Linked DNA regions of Rattus norvegicus: region 1 is linked to region 2. A link is a contact called in public Hi-C data. All regions are on one chromosome and are shown on one strand. Each heading gives the region's core, a stretch centred on a gene start, on an enhancer-like site or on the middle of the called end of the contact. The rest is flanking DNA. Distances are from core to core; before and after follow the strand shown.

Evidence for each region. Hi-C and Micro-C count contacts between places; a contact is called where the count stands out from the background.
Region 1: a contact with region 2 is called in a Hi-C map of liver, with 2.6 times the contacts expected there. The contact joins the promoter of Ola1 here to the promoter of Sp3 in region 2. A contact is called at or near these places in 1 of 12 Hi-C or Micro-C datasets (liver) and 1 of 1 datasets of contacts at active chromatin or transcription factors (oligodendrocytes).

The regions. Positions count from the first base shown.
Region 1 is chr3:78,490,393-78,497,859 of GRCr8, forward strand. Ola1 (Obg-like ATPase 1) reads right to left here and starts at 3,009. Exons shown (of 11, transcript NM_001033927.1): 1 at 2,942-3,009; 2 at 1,520-1,620. The coding sequence starts at 1,620.
Region 2 is chr3:78,262,711-78,269,728 of GRCr8, forward strand. It overlaps Sp3 (Sp3 transcription factor), which reads right to left and starts at 1,807. Exons shown (of 7, transcript NM_001427405.1): 1 at 1,127-1,807; 2 at 396-541. The coding sequence starts at 1,133.

The DNA.
Region 1 (7,467 bases), core at 1,759-4,258, 230 kb after region 2:
TGTGACCACAGTGATTCCAAAGAGATGGATGCTAACTAACATCTAAGAGCCTCCACTGGTTCGGAAACTCCCTGCAGACGTTATGGTCGCACCTCACTTTACTGGCAGTACCCTATAGCACTTGGCTGATTACTTGTTTTGCTATATTTATATTTCCACCCTTTATTTATTACTCTACAAGTAGACTCTAACACAGAAAGAAACCCCTTCAAAATACAACCTGCTCTAGAAGAGACTGAAACTCGGACAATCACATTTGCTCATGATTTACATTACAAGAATCCAAGAACTGGGGACTTGAATACATCATGCTCTATTCGCTGAGGATTTTTGTACCAGGAGTTCCAGAAAGCACACAAAACACCACAGTTGTCTTATATCCCACTAACCCAAACATCTAAAAGTACATCTCAAAATGCCCTAGTGATCTTTATAAACCCATGCTGTGTCTACTACCCTAATCACTGAGAGAGACAGACAGAGACTGACTGAGATTCTTTTTTTTTTGAGACAAGACTTCTCTAGAGCCTCAATCTCACAGTACTACTCTTGCATTAGCCTCTGAAGTGCTAGGATAAAGCTGTGAACCTCCATGGCTGGCTAAGATAGTTTTAAAAATGAAAAGAACAGACACTGAACATTCAAGTTATATGTGTAAAGAATTATAGGATTAATCCCACATATATCTTCTATCACTGTCTTATGTGCAAATATATGGTATATAGAGTTAACTTTAATTTTAAAGACATGACAAAATTCAGTACTTTGTTTTCATGATCCCCAAGTTTAAACACCTTTTGTGCACACACATGCATAGCATCCATTTGCCTGTTCAAATGTGTGTAGACACAGGTGCATGTGTGTGCTTATGACGGCCTGATGCTGGGGTCAAGTGTCCTCCTCAGCTGCATGCCACTGTAGTTCCTGAAGCAGGGTCTGCTGCTGAACGTGGAACTCACCACTTTGGTTAGACTGGCTAGCCAGCTTGTTCTGTGGATTCCCTGTTTTGGCTTTTAAATATGCAGAAACAGAAACCTTTTACCTACCTTCTAACAGCTTATTCAAAGTAGTTACTTCTTTCTCCAATAAAATTTCACCTGCCAGACAACTCTCTTCTCTCAAGAGCTTGATAAAAAGGTTTTTAAACTATTTCCTTAAATTGTTCTTCTACTAGGTTTCTGGTGACAGTCTGGGTAGGAAGTGCAAGTCCAAGCAAACCGAATACTATGCTTCTCCCAACATTTCAAGCAAATGTAGCTCATTTGCCTCATTAATATTTTAACTCTCACTGCTTCTTCCTCTGAGTTTAGCAAAACAATGTAAATAACTCATTTCAATGTGTGCAAAAAAACCTAAAATCGAGTAATTAGCGCACATGTAAGTTAACGCCTAGTTTTCTAACAATATTCAAATCCCTGTACTTCAATTTGAATTCTTATTGCCTTGTAAGTTTTTATTTCTACAACAGGACACAAAAGTTTATAAAACAAAAATGTGAAAAGTCCCCATTTTTACTTACCCAACATTTGGCAATCCAACAATACCAATTTTCAGTGAGGTTCCAAACCTTCCAATGATCGGAGGCGGTTTAAGTCCATCTCCTCCCTTTTTCGGGGGCATCTAAAATATCAAAATGAACTTTTAAAACTACCCCTGCAAACAAAACACATTTCTGTCTACAGAGTATATTACTGGGTAAGAGAAAAGAAAACCTACTGTTTATATCAATCCACAACTAAAATGAAAGCAAAACCTATACTTTTTAGGGAAGGCGATGGGGGGGGCGTAATTCTAAAATTTGTATACTAGTCATTTCTGAGTAGTTTCAGAAACACTGTGGCAGCAGGAATCAAAGATAAACATAAAACTTCGTCCCAAACTTCCATGTTGGCCGCTGACAACCACCTTAACCTGTCATATTATTTGGAGGAAAGCATTTGGAAAGCAATCAAAAGGTTGAAGGAAAGCAGAGACACAAGTCAAAGAAAGCCCGTTGCAGAAACACCAGCAACCAAGTCACCTCTCACCAACCATTCCTCCACCACTTGGGACCTGCCTTTCTCCACAACTCAGTGTTCACCACCCTAATGGTTACTAGGCCTAGAGGTCCTTCGAACCCACCAGACCTCTTCCGCTTTGACACTGTATAGGTAAGGCTAATCAGTCCTTATAAACAGTTTTTGAAACCCACACTCCACACTGGATACTTCGAAGGCATTCGTCTCACCCTTTTTTAAGATCCAACCTAGCGCTTTCATGTATGATGCCAAAAGCAAGTGCTCTACCAGTAGACTATACAGCCTCATTTCAAATACTTCCAACCTTTTGATTGACAAGTCCAAACTTTTTGTCTTTTCTTGCTTGTCCTGGCTCCAAGGTTCACTGTGCAAAATTGATCTCATTTTAAACACTGCAATAGGAACCAACGAAGAACTGCAGCCTGGCGTCTTAGAAGCTGGAAACTAAAACTGTCCCTGCCTTCTGGCTGCGTTGTACCTCCTAGAGCCACGCTGCTCCCCTCCCCCGCCTGCCCGCCTCAGAAGTGATATTCCAACCTGTAATCCCTGTCCAGGAGGCCAAGGATCTCCCTTTTTAGGGTCTTGACACCTGTTCCGGGCCTCCAATGAACAGCTGCATGGGGAGAGCCCGTCCAGTCCTGTGGCCTATACCGGGTGCCCCCGTAGCCCAGTCGAGCACGATGCCCGCACACCACCCTTCCCCTCCCGACCTAGCACTGGCGTCCCGCCCCGAAGCAAGGTTTTCCCCCAGACTGCGGCCAGGGCTAATCTCGTGGCCGCGCGGCCTAGTCCAAGGGCGCCTCATTCATCCACATGCCTCAAGCTGTCTGCTGCCCTCAGCCTGTCCCCGCGGCCGGCCTCCGGCCTCGCGCCAGCCTCGGAGCCACCGGCCCCGGCGCCCATGGACTCTTTCAGGGACTCACCGTGCACCGGGCTAAAGATCGCACGGGGTCCCAGACTGCAAAGACCGGTGTCGCCGGCAGCCGGAGGTGGGGAAGAAGGCGGAGAGAGCGCAGGCCCGGCCCTCCGCCGAGCCGCACGTACGACGGCAGAGGCGACGGAACGGGCGGGCCGGGGCGGCACCTGTGCTCAGGCCACGCCCCTACTGGGTCACGCCCATTGGCCCGGATGCCAGGGCCCGGATGGGTGGAGCCTGCAAGGGGGCGGGCGCTTAGCAGCACCAGGCTTCTGCGTCTCTCTACACGTGGGCTTCAACCGAGCCACCAGGTTCTCTTCCGCTCCACTGCTCCGGTTCCGGACTCCCAAGTTTATCTCGGACCCTCTTGTCCCAGACTCATCCCGCCGAGATCTGTCTCCGAACCTGCACGGCGCTGCCCTCCACCTCTTTCCAGTAACTTCTTTCAGCTGGGCTAACAGTGAGAGGCCATTTAACTTTCTTCAAGATAAAAAGGACCAAGGAAAACTTCGGATCCAAGACGCACCTAACAGCAACAGAAATACATAAAGCATTTAAAGAGTCACCATCTTCCTCCCCGACGCCACACGTACATCCCTTTCCTCTGCGTGGTTAAGAACCACGAAAAGGGGGTTGGGGATTTAGCTCAGTGGTAGAGCGCTTGCCTAGCAAGCACAAGGCCCTGGGTTCGGTCCTCAGCTCCGGGAAAAAAAAAAAAAAACACGAAAAGGAAATATGATTTCTTCCAGGTTATAAAATGAGACTCGTGCGGTCCATCTCACGAGGTTATTGGTAGGATTAAATCAAATAATATGTATAAAGTGACCTACACTAGGAACTCCACTGGGAAAAAAGCTCTTTATTATGTTTTCTCCAATGACTTTCAAGTATTTGTTGCAGTGAATGTCCAAAACATAATTTTTTTTCAAACATACCAGTTGCAGATAAAAGGAAAGGGTGTGAATTGGTTGCTAATCCCCAATTTGCAGATGACAGAATATTATCAGAAAAGTATCAGGTGAAGTCACACAACTAAACTAGTGACAGAAGACACATTTCAAACCCTGATCTCACTGCAAAATCTTGTGTGGATTAGCTCATGCATACAACAGTTCTGGTGAGTTGAAAGAATTGCTTGGAGTCAGTTCTCTCCTACTTTGCAGGTTTTGGGGATGAAACTCGAATCATGAGGCTTCGCAACAAGCACCTTTCCACACTGAGCCATCTCACAGATCTAAAACTGTTCACTTTCTGTCAGAATCCTTTTGAATGGTGACTTATAAGTGGCAGTTGAGTGACTGTTTATAATAAAGTTGCATTAAGGGTATTCTGTCACTCCATGAGATAATCTGAGGAAAGCGGTGGAGCTCCTTTGATAAATTTTAAAGAGAGGGTCTTTGTCTTCAGTTTTGTTATTGTTTAAAGATTGTAACTGTCAGAGTAGTCAGGTCCTTACTTTATACAGTTACTAATGCACTATACACTCAACCTAGTATCCTTGTCATCAAACAATGTATTTGTAAAATAGAGGGCAGGGGTAACCAGTACACATTGTGTAGCCACCATCGATCTAACTCACAGGAACAGCACAAAGGTCTGACAGATTCAAAAATAACACTCTTTTCAATTACTTTGATACACACACACACACACACACACACACACACACACACACACATCATGGCTTTAAGTAGCTGTGGCTTCCTCTGCCCTCATCCTCTGGCTAACAACCAAAAGCCTATTGCAGTTCTAGGCGCCACTTAAATATAGGGAGTAGAAGAGAGGAAAGCTTGTCATCTAGTAGACCTCTAGGGAAAAAAGGAAGCCTGTCTCAGAAGCCTCTAGCAGACAAATTCCATTTTACTGGTCAAAACTAAGTGGATCCTTCATGACTGACAGGTGAGGGGTATTTGGAGTATGACTGTGCTAGGCAACAAGATAAATTAGTTACGCAGAATAGAAGAACCAGCACAAAACTGCATCATTTTCTTCAGAATAACATGATTGAAAACTTGGGAATTAGTTCTTACTTCTGGAATTTTCCATTTAGTACTCTAACGTTGCAACTGGGCATGATATAGTAAAGCCATGGAAAGTAGAACCACGGGTAGGGGAATGGGGTTATATAGTACTGGAATCAAGATGTCCCATTTGGGGGGTGTAATGGCTCAGTGGTTAAGAGCGCTGGAAGCTCTTCCAGAGGACCCAGGTTCTATTCCCAGAACCCACATGGGAGCTCAAAACTGTAACTCTGGTCCCATAGGATCCAGTGCCGCCTTCTGGCCTCTGAGGGCATCAGACAGTCATATGGTGCAGACACATCTGGACACAAGACCCATATATAGAAACAAAACAAAACTTATAGGGGAAACCTCTTCCCTTTTAAAGAAATATATGTGTATGTTTAGGTAGGTGTGTGTATTTTTTTTTTTTGACAGAGTATCTCACTGGAATGACTGGGACCTGGGGCTCACTCATTAGGCAAGGCTGGCTAACTGTAAGCCCTGGTCTTCCTGACTACACGTTCCCACCACTGGGATATGAACACATGGCCTCAGCAGGATCAAACTCAGCCTCATCCTTGCACAGCTTGTGCTTTACAAAGTAAGTCACCTCCCAGCCATTCTCTTTTAAAGATACAGTCTCACTGTTTAGACCAGGCTGGGCTACCTGAGTGTTGGGATTGCAGATAAGCAACACCATATTTACACAGGCTGCCCTAATTTCAAAGAGCCATCTCAGAGTCACCTAGTGTGACTGACGCTACCATGAGACCTACTTATCCCAGGTCCCTTAGAGGGTTCATTGCTCTCAAACCTTACTGTTTGTAGCACATGAACCTTCTGGCCATAACATACTGGACCTGGGATATCAAATCCAAGCTGAAGAAATCAAGATTCTTTTTCTTTCTGGAAATCGGAATCTATTGGTTGCTTAGAGGAGAACATAAAACCAGGGCTAAGAACTATGTTAGGCACTTTTTTTTTGACAGAAGGCTATTCTAAAGAAAGAAAGAATAAGGCAGAAAAGGAGCAAGTAATCATAAGACGGTCCTGGAGAAATTGAGAGAGAGAGAGGAGAAAGCAATCACAAGTTCTAAGTGTCCAATTCCAAATGTCTAATCCATCGAGTGGCCTGTTTACTTTTTAACCCCAGGCTTTCTGATAACCTCGCTTTCTACCAAGAACTTCCATTTTCTGTTTAAATTGGTTTACAGTGGATTTCTAATAGCCAAGCAATATTTGTAGTGGCCAAGGCAGACAAGAACTTATAGCCTCCTGAGAACTAACGTATGTTGGAGGCACACTGTTCCTCTCACCTGCAGTCTTAAATTATACGACAGTTTCACAGAGTACGTTCTGTGTAACTGTGATTCTCCAAGAAGCTCTGTCGAATAAGGGATGCAGGATCAGATGAGTTCAGGAAGCACTACATAATCTTTTTGGGAGACAACGATTGGTTTTGTTGTTGTTGTTGTTGTTGTTTTGAGGTTGATATAAAAACACCTCCTTTTTATATATTTGGTTGTGAGCCTAGCCTTTAACGGCTGAGCCATCTCTCCAGCCCAAAACACCTCCTTTTTAAAATTTACTTATTGTATGCGTTTGAGTGTTTTGCCTGTATGTATGTTTACGTCCCACATGTATGCCTGCTGCACACATTGACCAGAAGACAGTGTTAGATCCTCCTGGGGCTAGAGTTTTATGGATGGTTGTGAGCTGGCATGTGGGTGCTGGAAATTGAACTCCTGCCCATTGGAAGAGCAGCCAGTGCATGCTCTTAACTGCTGAGACAGCTGACCAGAACCCCCCCCCCCAGAAAAAAAAAACCACCTATTAAATCCCAAGAGCTGGCAAGATATCTCAGCAAGTAAGGACACCAATAAGCTGGACCACCTGAGCCTGGTCCTCAGGATCCACATGGTCAAAAGAGAGAACCATAAGTTGTCCTGTGCCCATTACACACATGTGCACACACATTTATATGTAGACACAACACACAAGAATAATAAACATCAAGGTGTGCTTTAATCCCAGCACTCAAGAGGCAGAGACAGAGGCAGAGGGATCCCTATGAATTTATGATCAACTTGATCTATTCAGCCAGTTCCTTGCCAGGCATGGATTCATAATGAGACCCTGCCTCAGAAAGAGAGAGAAAGAGAAGAAAGGAGCCATCAAGAAGAAATGACATTCAGGGAACTAGTCAGGAGAGCCATTCCAAAAGCACTCTGTAAGTCCAAGTCTATAACATTGTGGAAAGGCACAGAGGAAGAAGGGTGGAGGGAACTGTGGCTGCTAAGGGTTAGATGGAGAGAGGGAGGGGTGACAGCACAAAGGGCGTTAGAGCAATGAGACGATCTTGAAAAACACTATAAGGTAGCTGCTATGCATCTATCCTAAGCCAAGGATTTACAGTCCCAGAGTAAACTCTAAGGCATGGACTTTGGAGGGAAGTGTCAACCAAGTTCATCAGCTGTAGTAAGTACACATACGATTCCACCGAGGAGAGTAGCAATGAGGGTCCATGTAT
Region 2 (7,018 bases), core at 557-3,056:
GGTTAGGGCCGGGCCCGCTCGCACAGGAAGTACGGCTCGCTCCGCGCCTGGCCTCGCCGGCCGGGCCCGCGCTCTCCTCCTCCGGGTCGGCGGCGCCTCTCCCTGCGCTCGGCCCGCTCGGCGGCCCGCGGCGGACGGCTGCGCGCCCGGCCTTCCCTCCGCCCGGATCCCACCCGGGAGGGCGCGCACACTTGCACACTCACACACGCACAAAAAAGGCGGCGGGCGGGGGCGCGCGGGCGGGGTCGGAGCGTTGGCGCCTCGGGCGGGCAGCTCCCGGGGCGGGGGAGGGGCGGGCGCGCGAGGGAGGGAGGGAGGGAGAGAGAGAGGAAGGGAGGGCGAGGGGAGGAGAAAGCGGCGCGCGGGGAGCCGGGCCGCGCTCAGCCGCTCCTCACCTGGGCCGCCGCCGCCGCCGCCGCGCCGTTTCCGTGCTGCTGCTGCTGCTGCTGTTGCTGCAGATACTCGCCGTGGCCGCCGCCGCCGCCGCCGCTGTCCACGTCCAAGGCAGCCATTTCCTCTTGTTTCACGGGCTTTTCGGGAGCTGCAGGCACAGCGCGGGGGGGGTGGGGCGGGGAGGAAGGCGGGTGCGGGGAGGGAGGGGGCCCGCGGGCCGCGGCCACATTAGCGCCAGCCGGCCCCGGCCCCTTCCCCTCCCCCCGGCCGCGGCCGCGGCGGCGCGCTCCCTCCTCCCCTCCTGCTGCCCCCGCCCGCCGCGGCTGTAACCCTCCTCCTCCTCGTTCCCTCCTCCTCCTCCCCGCGCTGCCCCTGCCCCCTCTCCTCTCTCCTCTCCTCTCCTCCCCTTTCCCTCCGCGGCGCTCGCTCCTCTCGCACCGTCAGTCACTCACACACGCCCGCCCGCCGCCCGCGCCCGCACACAGGGGGATGCGCTCCCGGCGGACTGGGCCGCCCGCCCCGAGCCCGGCGGGCACTCGGCGCTGGCGCTGGAGGGCTGGACGCTGGCTGGCGGGGAGGGAAGGGAGGCGGAGGGGAGTGCGGCTTTCTGCCTCCACAGACACTCGGTCGCGCACTCGGGGCCGGGAGCCGGCGGTGGCGGCCCCGGGCTGGCTGTGGGCGGCAGTGGCGGCGGCGGAGGCAGCAAGGGTTGCTCTCTCTCGGCTTTACGTACCGGTCATAGTGTGTTTAGGACACCTCAGGCGGGGCTCCCCGCCGCCTTACACATGGTGAGAAGCGAAGGCGGCGGCGGCGGGAGAGGATGCGGGAAGCGGCGGCGGACACGGCCGGAGCGGTCCGGGGATTTTTTTTTTTCCTATTTTGATTGACTGTGCGGGAAACACAAAAGGTGGAGCCTCCAGCCCAAAAGGGGGGAAGAGGGTGACAGCCCGCCCGGAAGTTCCGCCCCTCTTCCCGGCGCTCATTTGCCGCTGGGCTCTCCGTCAGCTGTGTTCATTGGTCCGGACGCCTGTCCGTCGCTTGGCCAGGCGGCGGGCTTCCTGTTTGCCCCCGGGTTGAAGGGGAGAGACAATGAGCGGCCGTGGCGCCGTAGGTTCCTGAGAACGGCCCCGGCTCGCGCGTTACCCCGGTGTGCCAGCCTCGTTCCTCGGCTACGGCTGCCAGGCCCGAGGCGCAAGCCTCTTCCACTCGTTGGCCCTTCGTGCAGGCCTTGCCAAGCTGTCGGGGAGCTGAACTGGGGAGGAAGTCCGTCCCCGGTGGCTCCGACTCCACTCGACGTTTCCTCCATCCTGGCAGCCGCCTGGACTGGATCTCCCCAGGGCATGGGCTCTCGAAGCTGGTTCTTGCCAGCGCTGCCAGGAGGCCACCACCGCTCAGCCCCAAGGCTGCCGCTGCTACTGAGCAAACCGGACCCGCCCCATGAGCCCTGGGGGAGGGAGCTGGTATTGGGGGAGACACCCCCTCCGAGGCTGGAGGAGGACTTTTTCACACACATTCAGCTCTTGGTCGCATACTCGGATACATCGCCTTCCCATCCCACCTCATCCTCCCCACCCTTAGCCCTTGGTTACCAACCATCTACTTCTGTGGACCCTGAAGACAGTCACTGACAGCAAAAAGTCTCAAGTCTCTTCATAAGGAAAAAAGGTTTTAATTCTGGCCAGTGATATCAAAGCAAGCTTAGTTATATTTTATTCAGTCAGGCACAGCCACCCTTTAAAATTAGTTTGCTGCACACACAAACTCCCTGCTTCTTAACCTAAGAAAATAAGTCAACAATGCCAACATTTATTAAAATGGTAAATCTCACCCCAAGTATCCTTCCCCTGGGAGTGCTTAGGTACATTTTCTTTACTTAGTGATTTAGGTTAACACTCCTTCCTTTCACATCCTTAATGTCTTGCAGTCATTCAGGAGAAAAAAATGTTCTGCAAACAAGAGAACATTGTCTATTACCTCTAGATACTTCTACTTTAAAAAGGTTGAATTTAAGAGGAGGAAACACTTTCCTTAATACTTTTATTAGAAATCTATCTCAAGCAAGAATAAACGACCCAATTATTGTAATTATGTTTTGTATAATGTTGTGCAAATTGAAGCATTTAAACTAGCTTAATATGCGCTACCTTAAAAAAAAATCACTGGGTGGGGAGGGCATGCATCTCAGTTTCAGAGGACTTTTTGGACTTTTGGGAGGGTGGTTGGTTGGTTTGTTTTTAAAAACAAGGTTTCATGTGTAGCCTTGTTTATCCTGAAACTTGATTTGTAGACCAGGCTAGCCTGGAACCACAGGAAATCTACCTGCCACTGCCTCTGCCTCCTGTGTGCTGGAATTCTCCCCCAACTATTTCCTGGTATTTTTTTAATACTGACAATGACACATGTTCTCTTTCTCTTGTGGCATGCAAGCAAGAATAATGCTTTTGGGCCAAAAAGCAGATAACTCAAACTATTTTGAGGCAAAGCTCTTAAGGAATGCATATTAGCAAAAGTATCACTCACCACTAAGGTAAGATTCAGTAGACTTCAACCAGGGTTGAGTCAATGTTACAGCCTATCTTAAGATGACCAAAAGCAAAATGGTCTCTTGAAAGAATACCTTTTTCTTAACTAGTGCAGATACACTCAAAGCACTCATATGCAAAACATAATACCTGTATTTAGATAAATACACACGTATAGTAACTAATACAGTATAATTGACAATGGATTAACATGTTTCAAAACAGTCATTAAATGAAAATTTAAAAGTATCGAACATCATGAATAAATCTCAAAACAATAAGGTCTGTTTTCCCCTGTCCCCAGACTTGGCCCAGTTTCTTGTCATGTTTTCTCTCAAGATTTCACAAGCTATTCCTGGCCAAGAAACAAAACCAGATCACCCTATTCCCCAGTAGACTAGGACAAAGTTGGTAATAACATCAGCTACAACTCCAAGAAAAGGAGGAAATCAAGCTAGGTCTATAAGGTACCTCACTGAATAGCTAGAAACTTTATATGGAATCATGGTCAGCAATTAGTCTTACCATATCAAACTGGAAATGTCAGTACTGTCTGGGTAGTTGGGCATTTGAGCTCTGAATTTTCTTCATCTATGCTGAGTTGGTTCAGAATATGTAGAACTTTTAAAATACAGAATGAAGAAACTAGTTACAGAAGGATGTTTTAAAACATAGCAAGTTATGACTATATATGGATATAATAACTGTTAGAGTCAGTCTTAATTGTCAATTTAACACAATCTAGAATCAGCTGAGAAGACCATCTTCTCTAGGGGTTATCTGGATCAGGCTGACCTGTGTCTATGAGGGACTGTCTTCATTAAGTTAACTGATGTGGAAAGACATAGCCCACTGTGGATGGCACCATTTCCTGGATTTATTTGGGTCCTGGACCATATAAGAGCAGAGACAATAGGCTGAGTTGTAAACATGCAAGCATTCATTCTCTTTGTGTATGGATTTGATGTGCCCTGAAGTCCAATGTGACTGAAGTTCCTGTTTCCTTGGGTTCCCTCCTAGAAAGGACTGAAATAAACATTTCTCCTCTAAGTTGCTCTTTGTCAGGGTGTTATATCACAGCAACCAGAAATGATACTAATAAAGAAACTCACTGTAAGTCTTCAAGATGCTAAGTTTTAAACGGGTAAGGAGGAAATCGAAGACCAGCCAGATGTCTTAGCAGATCAGGAGGGCTTGTAGCCAAATCTGACAGCACTTCCGTCACAGAAATCCACATGATGGAGGGACCGTCCCTCAAGTCATCACCTTACCATGACATGTGCTATAGCATAAAGTACAAACAATAAATAAATAAATGTGAGAGAAAAATGAGATTTAAATGTGTTTCCTAAGTGCTGTGCTTACATGTCCAAGTTTTCATTAAGTTAGGTGGAGGGAGGGTATCACCATACTTCATATTGTGTTGTCTGAAATACTATGCAATCACTTTTTAACCTTTTAAACAAACGAGTACCTATAGAGACAATGGAACAAGCATGTCCTGACTGACCAGGAAGAGTCCGTGACGCCATATGACTAAGTGCTCCAGCCTTAGTCACTGGAAAACTGGAGTGAAATGGAAGACTATGAGACTGGGAGCAACTGGGAGACAGTTAAGGCATTCGGGCTCTGGGTGCCAGAGGACACCCACAGGCCCATGGGTGGAAGGATTTGGACGTCTAGCTAAAACAAGAAGGGGGCAGTACACAGACTTGGGAGCCTTTGCCATGCTCACATACCTCTGTCCATTGCTTCTAGACATGAACAAGACCCTTGGCTTTAAAAAAATTCCCCGTTGGTAGCACATTGTAATCCCAGGACTTAGCAGGTTGAGGTAGAATTCAAACTCAAGGCATGCTGGGCTACATACACAGTGATACTGTCTCAAAATGAAAGGTAGAGAGGCCAGCTGGTTGTCTCAGTGGTCAAGTACTTATCTAGTGTGTCAGAGACACTGTGTTCACTCTCCATGTAACCCAGAGTATAAATCCTCCACTGGATGATACAGGTACCTCAGCGGTTGAACTGTTTCTTATGCAAGGTCTCCAGAACTTGTCTTCCTGACACCAGTTTCAACATTCAACACTGAAACACTTCCTCCTGAGAACACTCTCCTCCCTAAACCTCATCTGCTTTCTGATTTTTCTCTCAAAGTCTCCATTTTTGTTATACTTGAATTTTTTTTTTTTTTTAAATCTTGGGCAGTGAAAATGCTTGTTCCTCAGAGCATCCACTAACCACATGCAACCATTAGTGCTGGAAACATATCCAGGTGGCAATTGAGTTACTTTATTTTAACGATGTAAACATAAATGACTCCACATGGCCAAGGGCAAATGTATTGATTGAACAGTACTGCTTTGAGCATCTGCCTGCGTCCAACCACTACATGCAAATACCAGTCCAGAGCGTTCTTGACTCCTTGGGTTTCCCTGGGGAAGCTCAGCCTTCCTGCAACCCCAGCCATCATCTCTAAGCTCAGGCCCATGCCTTACCTTTAGTAGTCTGCCGTCACATGGGTCGCTGTTCCATAACGGTAGACATTGGAAATTCCTCCAGAGTGTTTCACTTAGCCTCACACTGCAAATACGAAGAATTGAACTCCACCTCGTCCACAGACCCAACTCTGCTTCCCTTTGGACACCGACTCCAGCAACGATGCCACCATTTTCTCAGAAGTCCAGGCAGGAGTCAGGTTTGACACCTCTCCCCAGCCTTCCCACTAGCTGAAGCCATGTGGTACTAGCAAGGTTTCCTGCATAATCTCTCTTAATGACTTGCTTGTTAAAACCACAAAATTTATTGACCCCTGTTCTGCAAAACACGGTAAGGCTCTTACCCTCCAAAAATTTAAATGGACACAAATCCAAATCACAGAAACGAAAAATTAAGTCTAACACCCAGTGGATAGAGGACTCACCTAGTGTTCACAGGGTCCTGCACTCAGTTCCCTGTACAACAAAAGATTCAAAAGAAAGCAAATGTATTGCCAAAGAAGGTCTCTCCCGTTTCTCTCAAACCATTGACTGATGCAGCAACTCCTGGAAGGCATCAAAGCATGCTTTGCACGGACCAGGTCTACACGCTTTCCTGCCCCTTGTGCTCTGTCTGCCACTCTATTGCTCTGTCTTCCTTTTCCTAGCTCCAGCACCTCTGTGAATCCTAGGCAAGGACATCCCTCATAGTCCTTCCCGTCCCACAGTTAACCTGTCTTGGGCCTTGCCACTGGGATTTCCCTTCCTGTTCTCTGTGTTTCTGGCAACTCAGACAAGAATTTAAGCTCAAAGCAAGCCTTCCTATAAAGCCCTGCTTCCAGCCGTCAGTAATTCCTGTCTTTAGCTTTCCTTTACACTTCTAGTGTTCTTGTAACCCATGACTTACCATTGTCAGCTACAATGTTACCATAGGCATTTTGCTGGAATGCAGATTTTACCTTCTCTGGGTTTTTTATTTGTTTTTGGTTTAGGGAGTTGGTGGGGAGGTTCTTTTCAATACCAGGCATGATGGCTCTTCCTGGGTGTCACCTTGACTATATCTGGAATGAACTACAATCCAGAATTGGAGGGCTCACCTGCAATCCAGATCTTGAGGCTGCAAGACACAAGTTTCTGACCTGGATCTTGGCATGGAGATCTTAAGGCCGTGGCCATGAAAAGCTTAGGCCCAGACAAGGTAGTATACTCTTTTAATCCCAGGAAACTAAGGCGAGATCTCTAAATTCAAGGTCAGCCTGGGACAAAGCAAGTCCCAGATCAGGCGTGGTAGTACACATCTGGGCCACACCTTCTGCTAGAGACCTGCATAAGGACATTGGAAGAAGGAAGGTTTGCTCTTCTTCGCCTGCTGGCATTTACTTGCCAGCACATCTGTTGGAATCTACTTCTACAGAAGAGCAGCTGAAACAACCAGCTCTTAGGTCTAAGCAACTACTAGATTCTTGGACTTCCCGTCCACAGCTGCCCATGGTCGGTTTAGTTGGACTGCAGACTATAAGTCATTGCAATAAATTCCCTTAATATAAAGAGATATTTCATAAGTTTTGTGACTCTAGTGAGCCCTGATTAATACATCAGGTGTCTCTGTGTACCCTCAACTCTCTCTGT